2 separate regions of the Mus musculus genome follow, and region 2 is linked to region 1. The links are chromatin contacts, called in public Hi-C maps. All regions are on one chromosome and are shown on one strand. Each heading gives the region's core, a stretch centred on a gene start, on an enhancer-like site or on the middle of the called end of the contact. The rest is flanking DNA. Distances are from core to core; before and after follow the strand shown.

What was found. Hi-C and Micro-C count contacts between places; a contact is called where the count stands out from the background.
Region 2: a contact with region 1 is called in a Hi-C map of bone marrow-derived macrophages, with 3 times the contacts expected there. The contact joins two enhancer-like sites. A contact is called at or near these places in 3 of 15 datasets of contacts at CTCF or cohesin (CD8 T cells, large pre-B cells and pro-B cells), 18 of 484 Hi-C or Micro-C datasets (B cells, the C10 cell line, CD4 T cells and 13 more) and 3 of 115 datasets of contacts at active chromatin or transcription factors (CD8 T cells, bone marrow-derived dendritic cells and large pre-B cells).

What each region holds. Positions count from the first base shown.
Region 1 is chrX:107,176,472-107,180,715 of GRCm38.p6, reverse strand. No RefSeq gene overlaps it. Among named protein-coding and RNA genes, the nearest start is that of P2ry10b, 30 kb to the right of the region's middle. Within about 2 kb of position 1,810, at least 24 of the 459 cell types and tissues checked have an H3K27ac peak or open chromatin away from gene starts, as enhancers often do. A contact at or near this core is called in bone marrow-derived macrophages, where this site is marked.
Region 2 is chrX:107,334,416-107,338,659 of GRCm38.p6, reverse strand. No RefSeq gene overlaps it. Among named protein-coding and RNA genes, the nearest start is that of Itm2a, 67 kb to the left of the region's middle. Within about 2 kb of position 1,834, at least 5 of the 459 cell types and tissues checked have an H3K27ac peak or open chromatin away from gene starts, as enhancers often do. A contact at or near this core is called in bone marrow-derived macrophages, where this site is marked.

The DNA.
Region 1 (4,244 bases), core at 561-3,060:
TCCATTCATATGAAATATCTAGAATAGATAAACTCAGAGAAGAAAAGCAAATTTGTGAATTTAGAGGCTTAACAGATATGAGTTTTCCATTGAGTTGTTGAAAATAATTTATGACTAGATGGGCATTATGGTTGCACCCATTTTAAATGTAAAGGCAATCTACTTTGTGATGTACCAAAATATGTCTTTTACATTACCATGGTGGAATGCATATACAGTAAAAATCATAATACACATTTTTTAATTCAGGCTACCAATATGTAGTATGATAATCTCTTTTTTGTGATATTCAGCAGTAATATTGAGCTCCATGACAGCCCTGCAATCATGGCGACAATAAACAATCTATACTCTTCAGAGTTCTGTTCCTACAAAGTTATTAAATTAGCATGTATTAAATTCATATTTGACTTATGAAATTTTAAAATTACCATGAGCTTAATAGGATGCAACCTCATCATAAATGATGTACTCAATGCTGCTGAGCTGTCCACTTTAACAGGATTACTTCTATATTATGAAATTTTTGCATCAGTCTGAAAATAACTTATCCTCGAACTCAGAATTTTATACAGGAAAAGAACCAATATAGTGAATATATATTACAAGGGAAATTCACTAGATTGGCTTACCCAATTCATGCTGGGTCATATAAGTGGCTATCTGCATGCTAGGCAGTCTGAGACCCTAGTAATTTCTACAGTAGCATACAAATCTAGATGTCTCTACTCTGGCCATACTCTGGTGCTGACTCCATGAAAGATTTCTGGAGAGTCCTTGGTCTTTAGGATGCACTATAAGGCTGAAGAAACTGGGTTCCAAAGTCAGTGAAAATGGCAGCAATACAAGTAGATATAAAGGTACTTACCAGCAAGAAACCAAGGTGTGTATGAAAAAGAAGTACTGTTTTCCCCTTGGATCCCTTTATATGTATATGGGATACATATACATATACATATACATATACATATACATATACATATACATATACATATACATATACATACATGGGCTGTCACCAGAGTGTTCTGTCTGTTCTTGAGGTATTTTCTCCCTATAGCTAATCATTTAAAAAACATCTTATAAAGTCACCTAGAGGTGTATAAAATGGATGTCATTTATTGTAAAGTAGACCTACAATTAATTGCTTATGCCTTTATCATTACTTTCTTGAATATGCAAAGGTATTATTACATCAGTGCAAACATTGCAGGGGGGAGTTAAAAACAAAATAATCCTTAAAACATGTTTTGTGCTATTGTTGAGTTCATAATGTAATTCAAACAATATGGGCATAAAATTTTTCAATACTAGTGAACAAATGGGCCAATCTGAAAAACATAAACACAATGGCTGTGTGTGGTTTTCATGAAAGATAGCCATAGTGTGTGCTTTTTATAGTTCCTCAGTAACAGGATCAGTAGCATTACTTTAGTAAAGGAAGAAATTCATTATGAAAAAAATTTCATATGATTATATAGACTGAAACATTCATAGTTTTCAAGCTGGAGACAGAGAAGCTAATGCTACAGACATCCCAGGAAGAGAGCTAATAATTTGAATTTCTAATGTCAAAAGAAAGCTGTTGTAGTACCTAAAGTAGAAGTGCAGGAGGCAAAGGGACATATTCCCTGCCTTTTCTATCTTTACATCTCTAAGATCTACACTGTTCTTCCCTCCCCACCCCCTAGTCTCACTTGCATCATTGTGCCCGAAGTGTGTTGAAAAATCTCAATACTCATTTCAGAACAACTGAGCAGCAGAAATAAAACAGGAAGCCAGTCACCATAAATTTCAACACCTCATTTGGTAAAGAGGAAATTGAGGCCCAGAAGACATAGTGATTTGTGTGAAGTTTTAGCAAATGAGCAGGAAAACACACAGTTGATTTTGAGAGGCCAGACCAGTGTTCTTTTTTTTTCCCTCTAGCAGCATTGCTCCTCTGCAAACTATCAGCAAAAGTTCAGTTACCAGAACAGGCTCATTAGCACAACATCCAAGCTACTGAGGGAAAGACATTGTCCAGAAGTCAGTCTTAGAGAAATAGAGGCAATTCGAATTCTCATTAGAGTAACTATTACCACTTTGCTATATCCAGATCTATTATTGCTCCTGCAGAGGACTGGGGTTTAAGTCCTAATCCCATCATTGTGGTTCTGTAACACCAGCTCCAGGGTATCTGCTGCCTTCTTCTGAAGTCCACAGGCACTAGGCATGCAAGTAGTACATAGACATACATACAGTCAAAATTCACATCCATACATCACTAAATCTAAATGAAAATTTAACACTGAATTGTTTCACCATATGGAGAAGAGACAGCAAAAAGAAAATAGTATTTCCAAGTTTTGTCACCATCCACATCCTCCAGACTGCAAACCTTTTTATAAGTACAATAAAATCAATATTAAAAACATATAAAAAGCACATAATGATAAAAGTCATCTGTGGTAATACAACTTCACATGACATAGACTGCCAATACTAAGGTACCTGTCACATCTGAAAAGTACTGCTTGTGGCAGAAAGAGTTGTAATATGTATTTTCTCTCCACCTCATGCCAGAGCTACAAGGTAAGAAATTATAGCTTCAATTACTACTGAGGAAATAAAATCTTGGAAAAAAACAAATAACTCACTGAAAGTCAAATAATTAGTGATTGAGTTGACATTTAACCCCATGGTGCACAAAATCTGCAACCCCACAGTTTCCTTTGGTATTACATTACTAAGAATGGGTAAAATAAACAGTTCCTCAGAGTCAGAGAACAAATGTAACACAGACGATGTGAAATGGTCTCTTTGACAGAGTAAGTCTTGATTCACTATATTATTCTAATGAAAATTTTGATATCTGCAGCTTATGATAATTATGCCATGATTTTCCATGTGAACTATTCCTACATTAATAAGCTTTTAAGGAAACTAAGAAGTGATTTTTAATTGGAATATTATAATAAAGAACCTAAAAATATGTGTTATACCTTCATGGGGAAAATCTCATGGGCCTTCACGATCAAATATAAAGCTATAAGCAATAATTGACTACTAAAGAATGCAGAATTAATCCTCCCTGGGGATGAGCCTCCTAATTGGTTATCAAATACAGGTGGTCAGCCTTAAAATACAAATGGACTCGGCAAATCATATTTATATATTTATTTGTATATATCTTTCTTTGTGTATAACAATAATAAAGAAAAGAAGAATATGAATTATAAACGAAATGGGAGGACTGACATGGGAGGGGGTTGGAAGGAGTGGAAACAGAAGAAAGAATGATATAATACTATACCAAATGTCATTCCTGAAAATCTACATATAAAAAACAGACTGTGAAGATTGTACTTAATGTTTATGGGCACATGCATATATGTAATATATGCAACAATGAGGAAAGCATATGGATATGTGAGAGTGTTTTGGAAGTGGAAAAGAAGAAATAATACAAATAAAAATAAAACATTGTAAAAGGAAGAAACTAAACCCCAAAAAGGAATTGTGACACACTGAAGATCTCAAAGTGACCTTTCTTTAAAATGTTGATATATGGATATTGTTTATCACTCCATTTTCCTATATAGAAAATGCTGTCTTAGGTAGATCAATGGAACAGAATTGAAGACCCAGAAATGAAACCACACAACTATGGTAACTTGATCTTTGACAAAAGAGCTAAAGCCATCTAGTGGAAAAAAAGACAGCTTTTTCAACAAATGGTGCTAGCTTAACTGGCGGTTATCGTGTAGACAAATGCGAATCGATCCATTCTTATCTCCTTGTACAAAGCTCAAGTCTTAGAGGATCAAGGAACTCCACATAAAACCAGAGACTCTGAAACTTATAGAGGAGAAAATGGGGGAAAAGCCTCGAAGATATGGGCACAGGGGAAATATTCCTGAACAGAACAGAAATGGCTTGTGCTGTAAGATCTAGAATCGACAAATGGGACCTCATTAAATTGCATAGCTTCTGTAAGGCAAAAGACACTGTCAATAACACAAAAAGGCTACCAACAGATTGGGAAAGGATTTTTACCAATCCTAAATCTGATAGGGGACTAATATCCAATATATACAAAGAACTCAAGAAGCTGGAATCCAGATAATCAAATAACCTCATTAAAAAATGGGGCACAGAGTTAAACAAAGAATTCTCAACTGAGGAATACCAAATGGCTAAGAAGCATCTAAAAACATGTTCAACATCCTTAATCATTAGGGAAATGCAAATCAAAACAACCC
Region 2 (4,244 bases), core at 585-3,084, 160 kb before region 1:
GCATATCAAGAAGGTTTATTTGTTTTTTTTTTTTTTTTTAAAGAAAGGACTATTTTAACATTTCAACTCAGAACAAACATAACAAACCCTAACCCCAGACAAAAGATCAGTGGTAGCTAGAATGGAAAGATAATCCAGTAAAATGAGATGAGGTATTTAAGAGGCACATTAAAGTTTTTTCATATATTCTGGAGTTTTGTTTTGTTTGTTTGTTTGTTTGTTTGTTTGTTTGTTTTTAGGATGAATGGAACCCGTTAACACTTTAAGATGTCTGGGAGCCAATGATTTTTCAACACCTACCAAAACTGTTTTATGTATATATATATATGTATATATATGTATATATATGTATATATAATATACATAATATATATAATATGTATTACTTTGGACAATGGTTATTAATGAAGGTCCCCTGTACTTGAATATCATTTACAATTCTCTAATGACAAGTCAACATAATACAGTAATGAGGACATTATTATCTGCATATTAGATAAAACATTTAGGTGAGAACTAAACAGAACAAAAAAAACAATTCTAAATTATGTCTTACAGTAGTAGCAGAGAAGGTAGTGTAATTGTAGCACCAAGGCCTTTTGTCCTCTTGTAGGATTATAGGTTAGGTATGAGCTAGGGTGGGTGTCACTGTCACTGTAAGTAGCAGTGTGGTAGAATTTTAGAACATGTGGTGAAGGGCATAATAAGGTCCTGACCTCAACTATCAATATTCATGTATCCCTTTAATGGCATGTTAAATCTCATACTTACCTGAGAGATGAGCAACCCTAAAAGAAGTTATTCTGACTCCTGGTATAGAGTTGTGGAAGGAGGTCAGTCATCTAGGGTTTTTAATGACCACACAAAAAATGTGTTTGCCTGTGATGAGAAGATATACCAACACAATAATGAATGCACTTTTCTCTTTTTCAGGGTTACTAAAGCTCAAAATTTCACTTGCAATCATATAAAATATGACATAAATTCCCTCTGCATTGAAAAAGATGGGAAAGCTAAGAACAGTATATTTTCAGTTAACTTTTCATCCCTGACCAGAACAGATTTCAGAATATCGTTATGAGAAAATTACTAAGAAAACAGGGCCATAGGTATGGATTTTGGAATCATTATTGTATGAGTAGTAGTTGAAGACATACTATGTGCTTCCTCATTGTAAGTAGGTAACATGAGAAGAGAAATGGTCCCAGAATGTATCCTGGAAAAGAACAATGTTTAGTAGCTGACCAAGGTTAGGATGTGCAGTAAGGAGAAGAAAAGAAATAGGTATAAACTCTGGAAGATAGTCAAGATGGCTGTTTAGTCAAAAAGGTAGGAGCAAAGTTTCCAAAGATGGCAATCAATAAGACTAAGCACTTTGAAGAGATCTACTATGATAAGTATTTAAATATCACTTTACATATCAGTTTAGAAGTTTCTGGAGACCCTCAATAAAGCATTTTCTTTAGACAATGTGAAAACCAGGTTTTAGGAAAGAGTGGGAGATTCAGATGTGGGTGCAATGCACATAGGGCATTTGTGGAAGTCTAGGCTACATGGAAAAAGTGAGAAATACATAATGGCAATGCCTATGAAACAGGTTTTTTTAACCATATAATAACAGAATGATAATTCAATAACACACTGTAGTCAATGTAGCTCACGTCTGCCTGCTTAAACAAACCAGCTAAAGGTGTGTGTGTGTGTGTGTGTGTGTGTGTGTGTGTGTGTGTGTGTGTGTGTGTGTGTGTTTGCATCAGTTGTAGCTTAGAAGGAAAGAAGAAATGAGCTCATTGGCACATTAGGGTAACTATGTATACTAATATTTCTCTTCTCTTCCCCTTTCCTCCTCCCCTTCCTTCCCCTTTTCTCCCCTCCTCTCCTTTCCTCATTTTCCACTAAGAGTGTATAATGCCACCCACTGTTGCCTAACACTGGGAAAAATACTTTCATAGAGCTTATGGTACACATTTTTAAAAACTGTCAATGTTGCAACTATTTCTGTCACTTCTTTTTTTTTTTTTTTTTTTTTTCATTTTTTATTAGGTATTTAGCTCATTTACATTTCCAATGCTATACCAAAAGTCCCCCTTACCCACCCACCCCCACTCCCCTACCCACCCACTCCCCCCCTTTGGCCCTGGCGTTCCCCTGTACCGGGGCACACAAAGTCTGCGTGTCCAATGGGCCTCTCTTTCCAGTGATGGCCGACTAGGCCATCTTTTGATACATATGCAGCTAGAGTCAAGAGCTCAGGGGTACTGGTTAGTTCATAATGTTGTTCCACCTATAGGGTTGAAGATCCCTTTAGCTCCTTGGGTACTTTCTCTAGCTCCTCCATTGGGAGCCCTGTGATCCATCCATTAGCTGACTGTGAGCATCCACTTCTGTGTTTGCTAGGCCCCGGCATAGTCTCACAAGAGACAGCTACATCTGGGTCCTTTCAGTAAAATCTTGCTAGTGTATGCAATGGTGTCAGCATTTGGAAGCTGATTATGGGGTGGATCCCTGGATATGGCAGTCTCTACATGGTCCATCCTTTCATCTCAGCTCCATACTTTGTTTCTGTAACTCCTTCCATGGGTGTTTTGTTCCCACTTCTAAGGAGGGGCATAGTGTCCACACTTCAGTCTTCATTTTTCTTGAGTTTCATGTGTTTAGGAAATTGTATCTTATATCGTGGGTATCCTAGGTTTTGGGCTAGTATCCACTTATCAGTGAGTACATATTGTGTGAGTTCCTTTGTGATTGTGTTACCTCACTCAGGATGATGCTCTCCAGGTCCATCCATTTGGCTAGGAATTTCATAAATTCATTCTTTTTAATAGCTGAGTAGTACTCCATTGTGTAGATGTACCACATTTTCTGTATCCATTCCTCTGTTGAGGGGCATCTGGGTTCTTTCCAGTTTCTGGCTATTATAAATAAGGCTGCTATGAACATAGTGGAGCATGTGTCCTTCTTACCAGTTGGGGCTTCTTCTGGATATATGCCCAGGAGAGGTATTGCTGGATCCTCCGGTAGTACTATGTCCAATTTTCTGAGGAACCGCCAGACTGATTTCCAGAGTGGTTGTACAAGCCTGCAATCCCACCAACAATGGAGGAGTGTTCCTCTTTCTCCACATCCTCGCCAGCATCTGCTGTCACCTGAATTTTTGATCTTAGCCATTCTCACTGGTGTGAGGTGGAATCTCAGGGTTGTTTTGATTTGCATTTCCCTGATGATTAAGGATGTTGAACATTTTTTCAGGTGCTTCTCTGCCATTCGGTATTCCTCAGGTGAGAATTCTTTGTTCAGTTCTGAGCCCCATTTTTTAAGGGGGTTATTTGATTTTCTGAGGTCCACCTTCTTGAGTTCTTTATATATGTTGGATATTAGTCCCCTATCTGATTTAGGATAGGTAAAGATCCTTTCCCAGTCTGTTGGTGGTCTTTTTGTCTTATAGACAGTGTCTTTTGCCTTGCAGAAACTTTGGAGTTTCATTAGGTCCCATTTGTCAATTCTCGATCTTACAGTACAAGCCATTGCTGTTCTGTTCAGGAATTTTTCCCCTGTGCCCATATCTTCAAGGCTTTTCCCCACTTTCTCCTCTATAAGTTTCAGTGTCTCTGGTTTTATGTGAAGTTCCTTGATCCACTTAGATTTGACCTTAGTACAAGGAGATAAGTATGGATCGATTCGCATTCTTCTACATGATAACAACCAGTTGTGCCAGCACCAATTGTTGAAAATGCTGTCTTTCTTCCACTGGATGGTTTTGGCTCCCTTGTCGAAGATCAAGTGACCATAGGTGTGTGGGTTCATTTCTGGGTCTTCAATTCTATTCCATTGGTCCACTTGTCTGTCTCTATACCAGTACCATGCAGTTTTTATCACAATTGCTCTGTAGTAAAGCTTTAGGTCAGGCATGGTGATTCCACCAGAGGTTCTTTTATCCTTGAGAAGAGTTTTTGCTATCCTCGGTTTTTTGTTATTCCAGATGAATTTGCAAATTGCTCCTTCTAATTCGTTGAAGAATTGAGTTGGAATTTTAATGGGGATTGCATTGAATCTGTAGATTGCTTTTGGCAAGATAGCCATTTTTACAATGTTGGTCCTGCCAATCCATGAGCATGGGAGATCTTTCCATCTTCTGAGATCTTCTTTAATTTCTTTCTTCAGGGACTTGAAGTTTTTATCATACAGATCTTTCACTTCCTTCGTTAGAGTCACGCCGAGATATTTTATATTATTTGTGGCTATTG